2 separate regions of the Mus musculus genome follow, and region 1 is linked to region 2. Evidence: chromatin contacts called from public HiChIP or PLAC-seq data. All regions are on one chromosome and are shown on one strand. The core of a region is the stretch at or near the end of the contact, and the rest is flanking DNA. Distances in the headings are between cores, read along the strand shown.

Region 1 (4,206 bases), core at 1,532-4,031, 170 kb before region 2:
CCTCTGGAAAGAAACTTTGTTATTCAAGTCTCTTTATCAGGAATTCACTGGCCACCTTGTGAAAACCCACACTGGAGTATCTGTTCAGAGGACCCAGGTTCCATCTGTGGCTATCATATGAGGGTTTTTATACAAGAAAAATAAAGTGAATTAAGTCTATTTAAAAAAAAAAAGTCCTATAAAGAAAAATACTGGTAAAAGTGCTAAAGGAAAAAGAGGCCAAGAACCACTTTTCTTGGGATGTGGCTTTGAAAATACATGTTTTGTTTTCATATAGAGAAGGCTGAAGAAAGTATAAGCACTCTGAACAAAGAGCTGATGTATCTATGGCTTCACCAAGTCTGAAGCCAGAATGACTGAATCAAGACAGTGCGACTGGGAGTCAGGACTTCATTCAGTAATCAATGAAGAACTGGTTTTAAGCAGAGGACACGGCAGTGTCGGTATTCTCAGACCACGGTAGCAGAAACGTAAGGGAGGGACTAAAAGGAAGACAGAGCAACCACGGGCTCTTTCAGCTCACCAGCAACAGCATTTCAGTTCAAGCCATAAAGGGAAGAGTAAAGGGTGAAAAGGTACATTGGTTCCACACTGAATGTGCTGGGTACAGAAAGCAGAATTCCCGCACACAAATCCTAGAGACCAACAAACTGTCTTCGTTAGCCCTACGAGGACCAGAATGGACTGGAGTTCAGATCCAGGGTTTATACTTAAGTTTGGAGGCCACAAGGATTTTCTCCTGGACAGATCTGGCCAGCTCCTCCTCTGTGTCTCCTTCTCATCACAACTCCCTGACACTTCTACTTTCACTGGCCCCGCAACTACATCTTCAAATAGTCACTCAATGTGTGCTGGTGTATCTACAGTCTCTTTACTAAATGCAGACACTGTATACTGTTGTCAGTATCAGGCCCTTCTGGACAAACCTTATACCACCTTACAGCACACTGCCCAACTGAGGAAATGAACCACATGAAAGTACATACAAGAAGCCACCACTGTCACAAACTACACAATTTCAAAAATACCTAATCTACCTAGCCATTTATTATCACTTTAATAAGATCATTAGTTTTAAATGTTGCCTTAAAAAGGGAGCCTGCAGCCGGGTGTGGTGGCACACGCCTTTAATCCCAGCACTCGGGAGGCAGAGGCAGGCGGATCTCTGAGTTCCTGAGAAATAAAAAGAAGGGCCGGGGGAGCTAACACCCAGAGTTCAAGATCACTCTCATCTCCACAGGACATTAATGAGGCCCATCTAGGACGCATGAGAAGATAGGAGCTTAAAAATACACAAGGATGGTTCCGAATGTTCTACTGTCTACTCTGGTCTTCCTGTGGTTCTAATGCAGGTAGACACAGATTTGGCTCCCAGCACCCACAAGGTGGCTCACACCCATGCCTAACTCCATTTCCCGGGGATTCAATGCCCTCTTCTGACCCCAGCAGGGCAGGCACCCCATGTGCACAAGCAAACACTGACATACGTAAGAATTAATGGACTGACCTTCTTAAAAGATGCTTCCTGTGGGCTTGGAGAGATGGCTTAGCTGCTAAAGGCTATGCTCACAACCAAAAGTAAAAGATGCTCCCTGTAAAATCCTGTAGTAAGTACTGCCACCGCAAGCTGCCAGTACCAATATATTTTTGATTTTTACTTACATGTGTGTGTCTGTGTGTGTACATGTTAGTGTGAGAGATGTGTGGTCAGAGGGCAAATTTAAGGAGTAGATTCCCTCTTTCCATCCTTAAGTGAGTTCTGCATGCTGAGTGTCTCTGCAGTCTCATTATGATACACACACACACACACAGAGTTCGTGTTATGCACTGAGCCCGGGTTCTTGAGATTGTTAGCTGCTCATCGGTTTTTTTGTTTTTGTTTTCTTTTTCCTTAACGTGTATATTCATAAAACATGCGTCTACCATACCTTCAACAATCCTTTAAGGAATGATGAAGCTGACCTTTGTGTCCCCCTCCCGGAACTTGTTCTGAACTGCTGAGATGGGACTGGGTAGTTTGCTTTGGGGAATGAAACCGCTTGCAAACATTTATGTCTAACGTGAGAGTGCAAACAGTCTCCATGTTTCAACTGGTCCAGGAAAAGACTAAAAATCCCCACTATCCAAAAAAAAAAAAAAAAAAGTAGAGCAGGTGCTTCCTAACTGGGACGTACAGTAGCACCATTTTATAAGCTGGTACTCTCGGGTCTGGGTAGGAAAGGAAAGGGGCACTAAACTAAGCGACGGACAGGAAAGCGACGGTGCAGGGGGAGGAGCCCACTCAGCGACACGTAAACCAACCAGATCCCGAGCGGAAGTTAGGAGCTCCCCCGGGTGCAGGCCGCTGTGGGGTCCGGCGCTGCGGAAACCGCCCTGCCTGTAGCTGCTGGGGTCGCCTCGCTGGGTCACTGGGTCTCCGGGTCAGTCGGAAGCAGACGAAGGGACAGTGGCACCGGGTGGGCCGACTGTTTCCTGGGCGTGCTCAGGCCGCGCCAAGGGTAGAGAAGCCCCGGGCCCCAGGGCGGTCCCTGCAGCGACTCACCTTCATGGGGTCCGCCAGGTAGAGCTTCTCGGCCGCCCGGCTGAACTCCTCCCAGGTCTGGAACTGAGGCATCGTGGCTTCAGGCAGCGAGGAACAAGGCCGCGAAGCGAGTCACGGCGCTGTCGCCCCGGCGGCCCGCCGCTCTCCCGCAACCGCCCACAGCGCTGCACTCCGGCGGCGCAAAGACGGAGGCTCACGAGCGCTCACGCCATTGGCCAGCCTCGGCCGCGCGCCTGTCCAATGGGCAGGAGGCGTGATGTCGGGGGGCGGGGCCTCCGCTCTGAGAGGTCGGGAGAGGAGAGGGCGGCTGCCACAGCGCCGCCTGCAGGGCTGGAGGGGATAGTGCCTGTGCTGCCTTTCCAAAGACTAAGGAGCTCTGTGACCTGGTACCCAAGTCACAGTCGTGGTGATGACAAGGCGCAGCTGTCACACTCAAAGCCTAATCAAGGAGTTGGGGAGACATAACGGACGCGCAACCAAAAACTTTCTGTGGTAGACTTTTGTATCGGGTCAGTGGAACAAAAAGGAGCAAGGCTCCCAGAGGTGAGACAAACTGAATAGGGAGTAGAGAAGGGCGAGACCTCTAGGCACATTTAAGATCTGCAGTGTACGTGTACTTAAGAGGAACAGTAGTGTTCAAGGGAATGGAGGAAGAGAAGAAGCACAGAGAGAAGGAAGCTACACTGTGGCATCTGCTAGGATACGAAATTTGAGTCTTTCCCTCAGGCAGAGTGTGACACAGGACAGCTTTTAAAAGAAATTTTATTGGGGTATATAGTTTATGTGTGCAGTAAACATCGGCTTTGAGAATATACGATCATGGATTCTGAAAAAAATACATATACACACACGTCACACAGCCACAGAGCATATACCTACTTGCCTAATGTCATAATCAATATATGGGGGTATTTTTCACCTCTAGAAATTTCTTCATGCCTCCTTGTAATTCATTTCCTCTGTCTTCACTCCTGGCCCCACGAATGTTTACTCTTACTAAAAATTACATCCCCCTGTCCATTGAGCTGCTTTTTCCCCCTTCCCTTCTCCATCTTGCTCTGCCCCTCCTCAATCCGGGCCCAAAGGTTTGTTGTTGTTGTTGCTGTTGTTGTTTTTATTTTTTGTTTCTCATTACAGATGGTTGTGAGCCACCATGTGGTTGCTGGGATTTGAACTCATTCATGACCTCTGGAAGAGCAGTCAGTGCTCTTAACCCTGAGCCCTCTCACCAGCCCCCATTGATCAGCTTTAAACAGTTTTGTTGGGTTTTTTGTTTTGTTTTGTCTTGTATTGTTTTGGGTTTTCAGTGCTAAGGATTGTGCATTCTAGACAAGGTCTCTGCCACTGAACTTAGCCACATTCTCCTCCCCATCTTGCCTTCCTCTTCCCTATCTTTTTCTTTTCTTTTTCTTTCTTTCTTCTTTGTTTGTTTGTTTGTTTGTTTGTTTTTCAAGACAGGGTTTTTCTGTGTATCCCTGGCTGTCCTGGAACTCTCTCTGTAGACCAGGCTGGCCTTGAACTCAGAAATCCGCCTGCCTCTGCCTCCCAAGTGCTGGGATTAAAGGCGTGCGCCACCCCTGCCCGACTTCTTTTCTTTTTCCTTCTTTCTCTTTCTTTTTCTTTCTTTCATTTTTTCTCTTTTCTTTCCTTTCATTCATTTTCTT
Region 2 (3,897 bases), core at 41-2,540:
GGGGAATTAACATCTGTAAGGAACATATTTGTTTTCATTGGATCTCCTTTGAGTAAATAAGCTGCTGGGACTTACTTTGGTTTGCCTCTTCAAGATGGCGAAGTCTGGTCTCCTGTAAATCATTTCTCCTAATAACTATACTGTCTTTGTCAGCATAGGACTTTATTAGCATATGTTATAGGAATAGTTTACACTGTAATAATTAGGAGACAAGCGAGAATCATAATTCCTGTATCTTAAATAGGCCAGTTACGTAATTTAAAGCGTGTGTGTGTGTGTGTGTGTGTGTGTGTGTGTGTGTGTGTGTGTGTGTGTAGCAGCTTCTGTTCCTGTGTTTGGAACCTATGACCATTTTCATTTCTCAGTTTTCAAATGGGGATACAGTTTAGAACTAAATGTCACTTAGCATAGTTCAAATTATTGTTAATGGTGGTTTTGTCTTGTTATTACCAAGTTGAAACTATTGTTCTTACCAGTGAATAATATTAGTTTGTTTGCCAAATGCCAATGCCCAATAACTTGTTTTATTCTGATCCTGATTGTTTGAAATTCAGTCTTCATGAAGAGACTCAAACTACATTCTTTTACAGAATAATAAACATTAAAAAATAGTTTTGACTCATAAAGTTTTACAAGTGAAAATTAATGGTTTTATTTGCTATAGAAGCATTTTTGGTGTGTACAGTATATAGGATTATTGTTATGGGTAAGTTTGACAATACATTGTCTCTTCTCTTTCATGTTTTCAATTGTAGTGTACAAAATGGTTGAAGTTAGTTATCTTTGTCATGGACCAAGTAAGTCACTGGCAGCGAAGTTCTTGGTTCTATTTTGTTCATTCAAAAAACAAAGCATTAAAATAGTTCATTTGTACATAGCATGATGTATTTATTTACGGAATTACTTTCCTTTGTAAATACCTGAATTTTGATGACATTGTCTTTGAAGCAGAAATATGGGGAAATTTTTTTAAGAATCTAGTGAGTGCCTGGAGAGATGGCTCAGTAGTTAAGAGCACTGTCTCTTCCAACGACCACATGGTAGTTTATAATACTGGAATCTGATGCCCTCATCTGGCATGCAGGCATATATACTGACAGAGCACTCCTATACATAAAATAAATAAATCTTAAAAAAAAATTCCTTAATTGTCATCTGGTGGTGTATGCCTTTAATCCCAGCACTTGCTAGGCCAAAGAAGGTGGGTCTCTGTGACTTCAAGGCCAGCCAGAGCTACAGGAGCCCCTGTCTCAAGGAAAAGGACCTGGAGAGTCCTCCTTGGGAAGGGATGCCTTTCTTATTCAGATTCTCACTGTAGGGGTGGTTTGTCCTGTACCTATTGTTGTTGTGCTGACCCCTCCCATCCACCTAATCAAACACACTCAGTAATTCTGAATACTATCATGGTCTTGTCTTTCCTTGCCAAAGCAATTTGCTTTTAGTTCACAGCCATATGTGTGTGTGTCTGTGTGCCTGTGTGTGTAATTTTTAAAATCATCTTCTGTATGCAAGCTTTTGGAAAGCTTGACTCTTTTGCAAACAGTAGCCCAACACACTTGACCAGAAGCAAAAGAACAAATATATTCATGAAGGTAGAGCTGTTATGTACATCCATCTGCCTGATTCACAGATTTTTGTCTCTTTCAAGTTTTTATTAGTATATATTAACTGTACCGAATAATGGATTGAGTGATGTTGATATTTTCATAATACACATAATATACTTTGACCATACTAATCTCCATTACCCTCTTTTTTTTATTTAATTTTTATTTATATGAGCACACTGCTGCTTCAGACACACCAGAAGAGGGCATCGGATCTCATTACAGATGGTTGTGAGCCACCATGTGGTTTCTGGGAATTGAACTCAGGACCTCTTAAAGAAAGAGCAGTCAGTTTTCTTAACCACTGAACCATCTCTCCAGCTCTCTATCACCCTCTTAGTTTTTACTCTTGTACTGCCATTTTTCTTCCTTCTTTCTGCCTTTCCTTCTTCCTTCTCATTCGCTCGCTCTCCCTTCCTTTCTTCCTTCCTTCCTTCCTTCCTTGGTGCTAGGAGTTGAACTGAATCCAGGGCCTTGCACATGCTGGGCAAGCACTCTACCACCAACTACATCCTCAGCCTGGTTTACCACTTTATAAAGCCATGCCCCATACTCACTGTTACTGGTCTTATTTTTCTTATGTATACTGTTAACTTGAGGATCTGCCATTACCATTATCAGTAAATCCTTAGTGATTCTCAGACTTAAAGGTCATGGACATCTTCGTTCAAACAGAATCTTTCTGCAGCTCAGTACAAATGGACCAAAAGTCCGGAAGAGGTGGCAAGGGGATGTCCTCTGATTAATGTGGGGCAGGGATCACAGCCACTGAGGGTCTGCATAGCTCTCCACCGCATGGTTTAGCTCTGTGCTCTCTTCTGCTTGAGCCAGTGATTCTACAGTTCTTTCTCCCTTTTTGGCTGCCATTTTTCAAAGCCCTCTTTTTTTTTTTATTTATTTTTTTTTTTTAAAGAAAAAGAATGCAGTGTTTTGGACTCGTCATTCTAACCTTTACAAGCTGTACTTGCATATATGTGTGTGTTTCATATTTTCAGTTTTTTTATGAAAAGGTGGGTGGCAGGAATGTTTTCCTTTATTTTGTTTTTAACATGGTATGCAATTATCTAATATACTGGAAAGTACAGGAGGTGCTAAATACAGTGTGTTATATTTGGAATTTAAAAAAAAAACAGGAATCACATGTTCTATCATTTTTTTTAAAGGCGATGAATTAGTGCTCCTGCTTTTATACCAAATGCTACAGTATAACTTTCCTTCTCACCTATGGAAGTTGTCTCAGTTTAAATTAATGTATTCTATAGACCAAACAACAATCTTTATTTCTATATTTGCTTATCAAGTATATTTATAGGCTTTTGTAGATAATAGCTGTGGCTTATGTAAGCTACAATGCCAGTCCTGTTGATGGCTGGTTGAGGTGAATTTGCACAGCCTTGTTGCATTTTTGTACATGGTTTAAATTGTTTGAAAATAGGAAATATGTCTTTAAATTCATTTTAAAGAAAGAAAATGTCATGCTAGTTAGATTATTCTGGTTTTGTTCAACCATGATTAAACATAGCTTACCAAAAGAAAAACCTCAAAATATTTTTTACTATTAACTAAGGACTGAGTTTGTTGGTTTGTTTTTTAACTATTGTGAAAGAACAGAGCGAGAGATAACCTTTCTATGGTTAAAGTTTTCATCAGATTTATAATAAATTTTGGTTCTATTAATTTTTTAACATAAACTTGGCAAATGTTACTTCCTTGAGCCTTAGCGTTATTCTCAGCATTATGTGCTGTCTTTGTTATGCTTGGAATTGGTAGGATTTTCAAAACCCCCAAATATCTCAAATTCTTGGAATTTTTTGTTTTTGTTTTCTTTTTGTTTTTTTGTTTGGTTGGGGGCTTTGTTTGTTTGTTTTGAAGCAGAGTCTCTGTATAACCCTGGCTGTCCTGGAACTCCCCTATGAAAAAAGCCCTGGCTCTGAACTCAGAGATCCTCCTGCCCGTTACTTCCTTTGTTGGGGTTAAAGTCATGCTCCACTGTGCCACACCCTCGACTACTTTGTCGCCAGTGGCAGTTTTAATTTGTGTAGTCTTGTAGCTGCTGAGATTAATATGAACAATACTAAGCTTATCATCTCAAAGTTTTATCCATAATGTCCTCTGGCTCACCTGCTCTTTGACATGTCACTGTCCAGCGGTCTGCTGATGCCCTCATTTTGTCACTGCTGCAGTTTGAGGCCGGGCTTCATCGCTTACCTGTGGTGCTTCTGATCCTCTTCTAGGATAAACCTCACTGGCAATTTTTATAGAAACCCTGTGAGTTTAGTGATATTGTTTT

Evidence for each region. HiChIP or PLAC-seq counts read pairs in DNA pulled down with a chosen protein or histone mark.
Region 1: a contact with region 2 is called in an H3K27ac HiChIP or PLAC-seq map of epiblast stem cells. The contact joins the promoter of Srp9 here to the enhancer-like site in region 2. A contact is called at or near these places in 4 of 39 promoter capture datasets (the 3T3-L1 cell line, embryonic stem cells, hippocampal neurons and 1 more), 6 of 484 Hi-C or Micro-C datasets (the N1E-115 cell line, cerebral cortex, embryonic fibroblasts and 3 more), 17 of 115 datasets of contacts at active chromatin or transcription factors (the SCID.adh cell line, bone marrow-derived macrophages, cardiomyocytes and 5 more) and 4 of 9 other capture datasets (adipose tissue, embryonic stem cells, liver and 1 more).

What each region holds. Positions count from the first base shown.
Region 1 is chr1:182,123,312-182,127,517 of GRCm38.p6, reverse strand. Srp9 (signal recognition particle 9) reads right to left here and starts at 2,781. Exons shown (of 3, transcript NM_012058.3): 1 at 2,543-2,781. The coding sequence starts at 2,614. It overlaps Gm33725 (a long non-coding RNA gene), which reads left to right and starts at 2,752. Exons shown (of 3, transcript XR_373761.4): 1 at 2,752-3,085. It also overlaps the pseudogene Gm17968.
Region 2 is chr1:181,951,169-181,955,065 of GRCm38.p6, reverse strand. The region is part of intron 3 of Enah (ENAH actin regulator); the gene reads left to right. Among named protein-coding and RNA genes, the nearest start is that of Enah, 67 kb to the left of the region's middle. Within about 2 kb of position 1,290, at least 6 of the 459 cell types and tissues checked have an H3K27ac peak or open chromatin away from gene starts, as enhancers often do. A contact at or near this core is called in epiblast stem cells, where this site is marked.